Linked DNA regions of Rattus norvegicus: region 1 is linked to region 2. Evidence: chromatin contacts called from public Hi-C data. All regions are on one chromosome and are shown on one strand. The core of a region is the stretch at or near the end of the contact, and the rest is flanking DNA. Distances in the headings are between cores, read along the strand shown. Region 1 has its middle 81 kb from the start of Rnu6-651. Region 2 has its middle 21 kb from the start of Pik3c2a.

Evidence for each region. A called contact is a pair of places that touch in the nucleus more often than the background predicts.
Region 1: a contact with region 2 is called in a Hi-C map of liver, with 6 times the contacts expected there. The contact joins two enhancer-like sites. A contact is called at or near these places in 7 of 12 Hi-C or Micro-C datasets (Schwann cells, frontal cortex, hepatocytes and 3 more).

What each region holds. Positions count from the first base shown.
Region 1 is chr1:180,287,345-180,292,453 of GRCr8, reverse strand. No RefSeq gene overlaps it. Among named protein-coding and RNA genes, the nearest start is that of Rnu6-651, 81 kb to the left of the region's middle. Within about 2 kb of position 1,718, at least 20 of the 93 cell types and tissues checked have an H3K27ac peak or open chromatin away from gene starts, as enhancers often do. A contact at or near this core is called in liver, where this site is marked.
Region 2 is chr1:180,136,075-180,141,016 of GRCr8, reverse strand. No RefSeq gene overlaps it. Among named protein-coding and RNA genes, the nearest start is that of Pik3c2a, 21 kb to the right of the region's middle. Within about 2 kb of position 2,641, at least 12 of the 93 cell types and tissues checked have an H3K27ac peak or open chromatin away from gene starts, as enhancers often do. A contact at or near this core is called in liver, where this site is marked.

The sequences.
Region 1 (5,109 bases), core at 469-2,968, 150 kb before region 2:
TATTGTCCAGAAGTATTTACAAAAACAATCGCCAAGTTCTGGCTAAAATAGCTCCTGTGCTCTGCCAGGAATGAACACTTTAAGATTTCTCTGACCCTCGTGGAAGTTCGATATATCTTTGTGGGTTTGCCTTTTAAAATGCTATGTCCCTGAACTTGGGCACCAAGACCTTTTCCAGAGACCAAGAGGATAGGGACAGATGGGACAATGAGACAAAACAGAACTACCAGTGGCAAAAATCAAGAAATCAAACAACTACAACTCCCTGGGCCAAACTTTCTCATCATGCGCTTAATCATTTACATTCTTTGCACAGTTGGCTGAACCCGAACCAGATCTCTCAGGAGAGGCATAACCAGAATACAGGGTAACCCACACTACTGGCATGCTGGTTTAGTGGGGGAGGACCAAATCAGGAAGAGGGCCGCCCAAAGAATTGGGTCTTCTTTAAACCTAAGCCCATAATCTAGAAAAGAAGCCCTTCCTTTGGGGCCTCTCCTTATCCAAAAGGTTCCAGGCACAGACTTACTTCCTGGGAGTGTCAGGGGGACTCTGCCTTCCTGTTTGGGAAAATACCTACTATTCCGGACCTCTCTGCACTCACTGAGTGAAGGGCGGCCCTGGAACATTTGTCAGGGCCCCCCTCCCCGCCCCCAACCTCTGCCTGGCCAGGAGTATGGCTCCCCGTGGAGCATGGGGAATCTCCCTGAGGTGTACCCGAGGTAATTACTGATAACCATTCTGATTAAGCCAATTAAGAGTTCTGAGTCCAAAAAAAAAAAAAAGAGTTCTGAGTCCTTTATTAATAGTTCGGTCCTCCCCTCTACCCCTCTACCCACCCCTCGACACTGCCTCCTGCCTCCCCAGAAGGAAAGAGTCTGCGGAGTTTCCCGCATTGTGCCACTAGGTGGCACCCCCTGCATGCCTTTTTTTTTTTTTTTTTTTTTTTTTTTTTTTTTTGTCTTTTTGTTTTGTCACTGGAAAGTCTGCAGCTGTTCTGGATTCTGCCACTGGGTGGCATGCAATTATTTGTCTTTTTGGCGCGGAGCGGGGTGGGGGGAGTCTTTCCTCTCCAGGACGGAGGGAAATTCCAGTCATACCAATCCAATCCTAGAGTCAACTGTTTGTCTCTGCTACCCGTGGATTTTCGCTGAGTCTCACAACAAGGGAGCTGTGGCAGGTCTTTAGTGGGGTCTTCTCTCATTGCCAGAGCTGCCAGGTTGGTCGTATTACAACTTCCTTTAGTCAATTAAGTTGAGGACTACGACTCAAAACTTTCACACCTTTGGAATATGTGCTAAAAATTTTTCCCAAGGGTTTGGAGAGAATATGGGAAAAGAAAGGCTGCGCACTTACTTTGAGATTAACTGGTTCTCTTATGAAGTGAAATGGCCATCTACCCGTTCCCTGGACACGCCTATTGTGAAGGCAGTCTGGCTCAAGGTTACATTGGCCCGCACTTGTCCTGATCCGGTAGTTTACATTGATCAGTGAGGGGCTCTCGTTCACGCCCACCTGTTCAGCTTAAAAGCTTTGCTTCTAGGGATTATTCTGCTGTTTTGTGTTCAGTTGGAGCCTCCTGATTGCCCCCACCCCACCCCCAACCCCTCATCCTAAGTCAGTAAACTTGATTCCTCCCTCTCTCCAACCCCCTCTCAAAAAGCCTCTGAACAGAAAAAAAGGCACCAAAAGCCCAGTTCCACATTCCCAACAATCCTGACAGCAGTCCAAACCCCGCCCCTGAAGTTGCCAGCCACTGGAGCCACCTTAGATGACCATAACAGGGCACAAGCCCTACGTCACTTTCTTTCACCTACAATCCATAAAAATCCACCACAGCCTGCCCAAGACTTTTCCCTTCTCACTCCCTGAGTCTGGTAAACTTGCCTGGGAGCCCTAAAAGCCCAGTCCCAAATAAACCTGCCCTTTTTTTACTTTTAATTCGGCTTGAATTGCCTTATTTCCTTGCTGAGAAAATCTACTGATTTGTTCTCTAAAACGTTCCTTGTCACTCGCCCCCCAACACGTGTCCTGAGACCTTCAGAAACCAAGGACCCCTCACCCCACTGCCCCCCACAGCCCATCTTCTCCATTTCTTCCACCTCTTCCAGATTCTCGCACACACACACACACACACACACACACACACACTCACACTCACACACACACACACACCCCTCAGGTGCCTTTATCCCATCCTGTCCCACCTGTCTCTTTCCATCCCTCCCCCTACTCCCACCCCTTCTTCACCCACTTCCCCTTCTGGATCTACACTCTATTATTTCCCTCCTGGGGGAGATATCCAGTTCCCCAACCAACCCCCTCCCATACCAATTTCTCCACCATTGGCTTCCCCCTTGAGGTCCCACCATGCCCCAGACTCAACTCGAACCCCAGCCTCTATTGTTCCATTGGTGGAGATGCTGTGCCCTTCCGGGACAGCTGCTTAGAGGAGGGCATTGCCCTTACCAGCTTATGTTCTTTTGTCTGCTTTGAATCTGTATAACTGGAAGACCCAGGAACCACTCTCTCTTTGTTGGATAAGTCCCAGGCCTAATTGCCCTACTGGATTCTGTTCTCTGTATCCATTGCCCCATTTGAAATGACTGCTGACAACTCCTTCTGAGTCCATTTTGCTTCCGAAGGGGGAAACATTGGGGAAGAGGCAAGAAAGCGTTTTTTGGTACTTGATACTGAAAAGCTAGTTACTTTGGACACATCAAGGGAACCCAATGCATATTCCCTATTTTGTCTAAGACTGTTGGGGTTCTTTAGAACCCAGAAGAGTTTTTAGGGCATTTCTTGAGATATTACCAGCTGCTACACCTCTTTTGATCCACTGTCTCTGGAAAATGCTAGGGCATTAGACTTGGCTTTTGTCACTCGGTCAACTCCAGACATCAGTACAAACTCCAAAAGCTGGCGAGCCTTGGAGGGATGAATACTTCGCATCTTGTCGAAGTGGCCTGATAACCAAGATACTGAGAGACAGGCAGGCTGCCTTGGATGCTGCCTGACCCACGGGCCAGCAGGCCGCATGTGTGCTGGCTGCTTTCCCATCAGCTTGCTTCAGCCTCTACCGCTCATGTCCAACAGAGGAACCTCAAAATCAAAAAGACAGAAAGGAGAGCCACACTGGAAAGGGATCAGCGTGCATATTGTAAGGAAAGGAGACTTTGGAAGAACGGCCAAACCATCCCAAAGCCAGGAAAGCAACAACCCAACCACAAGGGTAGACACCTTCTGATATATTTTTTTTTTTTTTTGGTTCTTTTTTTCGGAGCTGGGGACCGAACCCAGGGCCTTGCGCTTCCTAGGTAAGCGCTCTACCACTGAGCTAAATCCCCAGCCCCCACCTTCTGATTTTAAAAACCCAGTGGGACCAGCTACTAACTCAAAGACCCAAGTACACAGAGCCACAGCCACAGCGCCACTGAGAATGATCACCTCCCACCTCAGTCCGTCTGGGCCACAAGCAGGTGGCTTACTCCCTCCTGGTGGCTCCAGACTGCCCTTTGAAAATTAGGCACCACCGTCACCTTTACTCCTCAAGGAACTAAAATTTCCTTTCCACCAGCCTACCAATTGAGCTTATAACTACCCCTGTAACAGCCCCCCCCAGACCTTAGGACAACTGACCCAATGATGGAAGGACTTTTCAGGCCATGAACCTCAGCACGTACACGGTGTGAAGCCGGAAGCCACACATTGTAGTTAAAGAGCTGAGCTGTCCAATCTCCTCCCCTCACAAAAGGAAGCTGCTCTTCCTGAACCTAATGTACCCGGCAAAGCACGCTTTCCAACACGCACCAAACTCAGGACCCCATGATACGTGACTGGCCTCTGCCTTACGAAATATGGTTTCAAGATATCTTAATCTATACCCAGGACCACCTCTGCCCCACACTGTATGACTCCCCTTCTGCATGATACAGATCCTTGCTTTTATTTTTACACGTTACAAGTAAGGTGTTTGGGAATGATTTGTCTGTGGCAGTGAGACTCTCCATAAAGGGAGAGTGAGTATCTGTAGGCCAGGTACAGGAGGGCACACAGGTCCACGTGGACAGGCTGAAAGCCAGAGCCATGGAACCGGGCTCCAGTTGGAATGTGGAACCAAAGTCACAGAAAACTGAGCCGCACGTCTCAGGAGTGGTTTGATGAAGTGGCTTGACTAGAAGCAGACGTTGGTGGGAGCAAGCGTGTGTGCTGCGTCTCCGGTCCCCACCCACTCTGGTTGCAACTTCATTTAAGCAGTGTGGGGAGTAAAGACCAGGCAGAAAACAAAACAGGCTGGGAACTTCTTTCCATTTACTGGATTGCTGGCAATAATTGTACACCGTTTCTATGGGCAGGAAGAAAAGTCACCGGCCTGAGCCCAAGGACAGAGGTGGGATGAGATCGAGTAGGTACAAGCTACTCTAAAAAAAACTTCCTATTTGTTAAAAAAATTTTTTTCCTTTGGTCTAGAACCAATTCCTCTATTTCCTGCCGAACCTTGCCATACTGCCTGTTCCACGTTCTCCATTTCCTGCTCCCTCCCTTCCTGCTTCTTCACTAAGAGACGGTCAGCTTGGATCAAAGAACTGCAACTCTTATTGACAATGCCCCTACTGTCGCCCCTGAATGCCCCTTCTCATTATTGGGGTGAGAGCTTCTGAGCAAATCTCAGGCTATGATTTCATTCTCAGGGGTGCCCCCAAGTTACAGTTAGGATAGCCTACAAAAGTCTTGAACAATAATCTGCCCAATATGTAAGAAATATCTGCTCCTCCAAAATTTGACTCATGCTCCAAAAGTTACATGGGAAACATGAATCTAAGAAGTTCCCGTGGCATGAGCAGAAGACAGTCCCCCTGGCTTGACCAAACATGTGCCACTGTCGTAATCCAGGTAAGATCTGAGTCTGCCCCCATCTGCTCAGTGTCAGGCCCTTCTAGATAAGAACAGTGACCTTTGATAAATCCTTGGCTATTAACCTCACATTCTGTTTCTAGACAACGACCCTGATGCCCACACATGACTGCCTGGACATCATCTGACCTGACAGACATCCCTCTCACCATGAGAGATGTAAATCTCTACATAAACGGCAGTAGCTTCAACTAG
Region 2 (4,942 bases), core at 1,392-3,891:
CTTGTAATGGGACTCTTGTGTGGAATTTAATTATTCTTGGCTAAACCCAGCAGTGCAATTGCATATTTTAAAGTACATGGAAATGATAACATAACCTAAGAGGAGGCCATGGACTTTTCCTTTTAAGACTCCGAGCTGGGCCTGGTGTTGCAGGCCTGTATCCCTAGACACCCTGGAGGACAAGCCAAGACTGGAAGTTCTAGTTCAATGTATCCAGATCCTATCTTAAAACAAAAATGTTTTGAAACAACATAAAAATGTTGTGTTGTGGACTGAAGAGATAGCTCAGCCGTGAAAAGCACTGACTGCTCTTCCAGAGTTCAATTCCCAGCAACCACATGGTGGCTCACAACCATCAGTAATGAGATCTGATGCCTTCTTCTGGTGCGTCTGAAGACAGCTACAGTGGACTCATAAAATAAATAAACAAATCTTTTTTTAGAAATGTTGTGTTGCAAGGGTGTGCTGAAGATACTGGTAGAGTATCACCAGGAGTGCGGGAGACTCCAGGTGCACATCGTAGAACCGAAGGATTAAGGGATGAACGCCATTCATGACGACTTGTTTTTAAGACCTACTTTTTCATTTTTAATTATTTGTAAGGGACAAGGAAATAAGTGCCCATGGGTGCAGGTAACAGAATTGGGCAGAAGATGGCGTAAGGTCTGCTGGAGCTGGAGTTCCAGGCAGTTGTGAGCCACCCAACGTGACTCCTAAGGATCAAATTCCAGCTCTGCGTGAGAGCAGCAAGCTCTGCAGTCTGAGTCAGCCGTCAGCCCGTTTACAGCGTCTGAGCAGATTCAGAGTATATATATATATATATATATATATATATATATATATATATATATATATATATATAAAAGCAAGGTGGAGCTGACATTGATTCCCAGAAATTGTCTTATCAGAGCTGGAGAGGTGGCTCTGTTGGTAAAGTGTTTACAGGTCAAGTGTGAGGACCTGAGTTCTGACACACATACAGAGTGCTGCTGTCCCATTGGTGAGAGAGAAGATATGGAGAGAGTATTCCCAGGAGCTCTGAGACCTGTTGACCTGACATACACAGTGGTGAACAAGAACCCCTGTCTTAAAGAAGGAGGAAGGTGAGAAACAACACCTGAGGTTGTCCTCTGGTCTCCACAGGCACACTTTGATATATATGTACCTGAACACTGGCATGCACACACACACACAAGTACGCACACCACACATGCAATACATATATATATATACACACCACACTCACACCACACACACTACATACCACACACCATATCATATACACCATACACACATACTACCCACCCATACACATGCACCACACACACACACACACACACACACACACACATACACACACACACACACACACACACACACACATGAGGACCTGGAATGACCTCTGAATTCAAGAACAGAGCTTAGGAAGCAAAGGAAATTGAGTCAGGAAGATCAAGGTCTCCGCATCCTTGAGGTGCTGTGCTGCATGCCAGCTGTGTGTGTGTGTGTGTGAGCATGTGCGTGTGTGTCTACTGAAGCACTTGCCAGCCTAGATAACTGTGGTGTGTTCTTCATAACGTGTCAAACTTTAAAGCAAGTTGCTTTATAAAGTCAAATATGTTAAATAACCATATTTTTCCCAGTTAACTCAGAATGAATCGGTCTATTATTTTTATTCTTAATTTGGAGACAGGGTCTTTTGTAATCTAAACTGGCCTTGAACTTTTGATCCTCCTGCTTCAGCCTCTTGAGTGCTGGGATTATAGGCATGTACCACAGGAGAGCTGGTAAACCTGTCTGTTATTAAAGAATGTACGTGCAGATGTGCTCTAGCTTTCATACTCCAGCCATTTAATTGTTTTCTCCCTAATAGAGTCTACTGTAAGCACGTGTCCTTGTTGTCCCCATAGTCACCTCCTCCTCGTCCTCTTCCTCCCTCTTCCCCCCCCACTTCTCCAGTTCTCTGCTTACTTTTTTAAAGATTGATTTTTGTTTATGTCTGTGTGTGCACATGTTTCTGCAGGTGCCCAAAGAAGTCAGAGAGGATCTTGGGTCTCTTGGCGCTGGGATCATAGCTGTGGAACACTATACCTGATCTAGGATGTTAGTCATTTGAAATCTCTGATTTTAAATCCTCTTCTCACTGTGTCTTGATCTTACACACACACACACACACACACACACACACACACACACACACACACACATTGCCACAAGCCAGAAATGAAAATACCAGCCAAGCATTATTTGTAATAATGTAAGAAATGAAGCCAGAGAAAACGCTGACTTTTCCTGAATCTTTCCCCCTATGAATGTTCCATGGAACATCAAGGGTCAGGAGGTCACCACAGGCATGCAAGAGTTTGGAGAGTGTTGTTTTGCTGCCAAGGCACCCCTGAGAAAAAGGCTCTCACAGTTTTTGAGGACCCTGGAAAAGGAAGTTTTGGGTAAAAAGCCAGGAGTGGAAAAGTACTAAGTCCAATGGGAAAGTACTAAGTTAACTAAGCCAGGGCAGATCAAATTATCTCTAGAATTCCCTCTTTCCTGGTCCCTCCACCAAGGAAGTCTCCACAGAGTCCCTTGAAGAAAGCCCCATAGACCCTTAGAATGAAGGCTCATGGTCTAGGAATGCAGACACGCTTAAGATTGCAGCCAGGCAGGAAGCCTGAGACCTGAGTCTTTGTCAGAAGCTCCCTCTGGCAACCCCAGTGCAATGGGCGTGCAAGGCCTGCGAAGGGAAGGACACATTCCGCTGTGACACCTAAAGACAGATAAAGCTTGTGCAATGGCCTGGAATCATGCTTGAGAAATCACACAAGTTTGGAGCAGGAGCTGAAATCCTTCTTTACCTAATTATATCATCAACAGCCCAGTAGGAAAAAGGTCAAACACTGTCAGAGTGGACAGAGAAAATGAAGTGGAAAGGACTGCCTGTGGAGTCTGTTCTCTCATTTTACTGTGTGGTCCCATGACAACACGGGTCATCAAACTTGGAAACAAGTGCCTTTGTGGACTGAGCCATCTCTTGTTTTGTTTTGTTTTGTTTTGTTTTGTTTTGTTTTGTTTTGTTTGAGACTGGATCTCATAAATGTCAGGCTGGCCTCAAACTTACTGTGTGGCTGATAATAACCTTGAACCCCTGACCTGCTGCCTCAACCTCCCAGAGCTAAAATTACAGGTGTGCACAGCCTTGTGCTTTCTCTCGTGCTGTACAAGAGTGTGTATTCAGCATTGGCTCTGCAGGATGTAGATTTAAAATCTACTAAAATTACAGTCACAACTGTATCTTTGCTCAGCAAACATTCTAGAAGATTGTCTTACAGATAGCTCTCACATGTAAAAAATAACAGATCTATCACAGTCTTTAGTCATTGCTATTTATTGTATAAGGAATGAGCAATCAGAAGCCACCTTTATAGTAAGCTACAGTTTAAACCACATGTGGCATGCCCATACACAAATTCTCTGCCTTCATTCAGAAACCATGTCCTTAAGTTTTCAAAGCAAGTGCAGACCACTGTGTGTAGCTAACTGCAGTTTGTGTGATAATAGGGAGATGACAAATGTGTGGCGGTGTTGCTTATAAAACGTACGTGAGAAAGCCGTGACTGACTTTTGGAGACAAAAGAAATTATTAACTGAAGTGTAAAACAACTGTTCACTCTTTTTGACCTTTTAAATTCTGAACCATTGGGGGGATACCCTCACAAAGCTGAATGTGACCCCTCACATTTATAATGCTAGTTAGCGTTCAGGAAGATGAAGCAGGAGGATTGCTGCACTAACACTGTAAGTCCTAAGCTACCCAGACTTGCACACCAATAACACAAAACAGAGCCCAGCATAGTGCCCCATACGTGTAATCCCTGAAGCACAGCAGGCACTGAGGCAGAGGTGCGGTGACAGGTTTGAGAATAGCATGGGCCATACACTGAGTTCAACAACAGCTATAGCAGGAGGCCTTCCTCAAAACACATAAATTTTCTTTGAAAACACTCAAAGTTTTTGTTTGTGTTTTCTTACCACTCATTTATTAATTCAACAATCATTCCATTGGCAACATCAACATGCTTGACACTCTCTCCAAGGCCCAAGGGACACTGCAGAGGAAGGAGTAGAAAGACCTGGCGAGCCAGATGGGGAGGAGAACTGTGAAATGTGATTTCTGGATATGACATAGCTACTGCAATCATGAGCCTGTCTCAGCTGTGGCTGTCCACACAATGCATGAGGATGGTGAGCTAGGGGATGTTAGTTAGGGTTTCGACTTGCTGGGACAAAGCACCATACCAAGGCAACTTGAGGAGAAAAGGGCTTATTCAACTCACAGTCCATTGAGGGAAACCAGGGCAGGGTCTCAAACTGGTCAGGAACTTGGAAGGAGGAGCGGATGCAGTGGCCCTGAAGGAGTACTGTTACTGCCTTGCTCCTCTGGGCTTGCTCAGTCTGCTTTTTCTATAGAACCCAGGACCACAAGCCCAGGGGTAGCCCCACCCACAATGGGCTGGACCTTCCATGTCAATCTCTAATTAAGAAACTGCCCTACAGGCTTCTCTGCTTTATAGCTCTATCCTCTGGAGGTGTTTTTGCTCAATTTGGGGGGGGGGGGGTCCCATCTCTTAGATGACTAGAGCTTTTTATCAAGGTGACCTAAAACCATGAGGACGAGCAGTTTCAGAGTTGTTCATTACTTTACTGGAAACAAGGAAAGAAAGTTAAACAGGAAGCTGTGGTGGCTTGGATGGTTAATGTTCCCCATACAGGCTCTTGTATTTATGTGAACACTTGGTCCCCAGCTGCTGGTGCTAACTGGGAGGTTATGGGACTTTTAGGACATGGAGACTTCCTGGACAAAGTACATAACTGAAGGTGGGCTTTGAGAGTTTATAGCCCTGCCTGCTTCCAGATGTCTCTGTAATTCCTGTGCAGTTTAGATGTAATC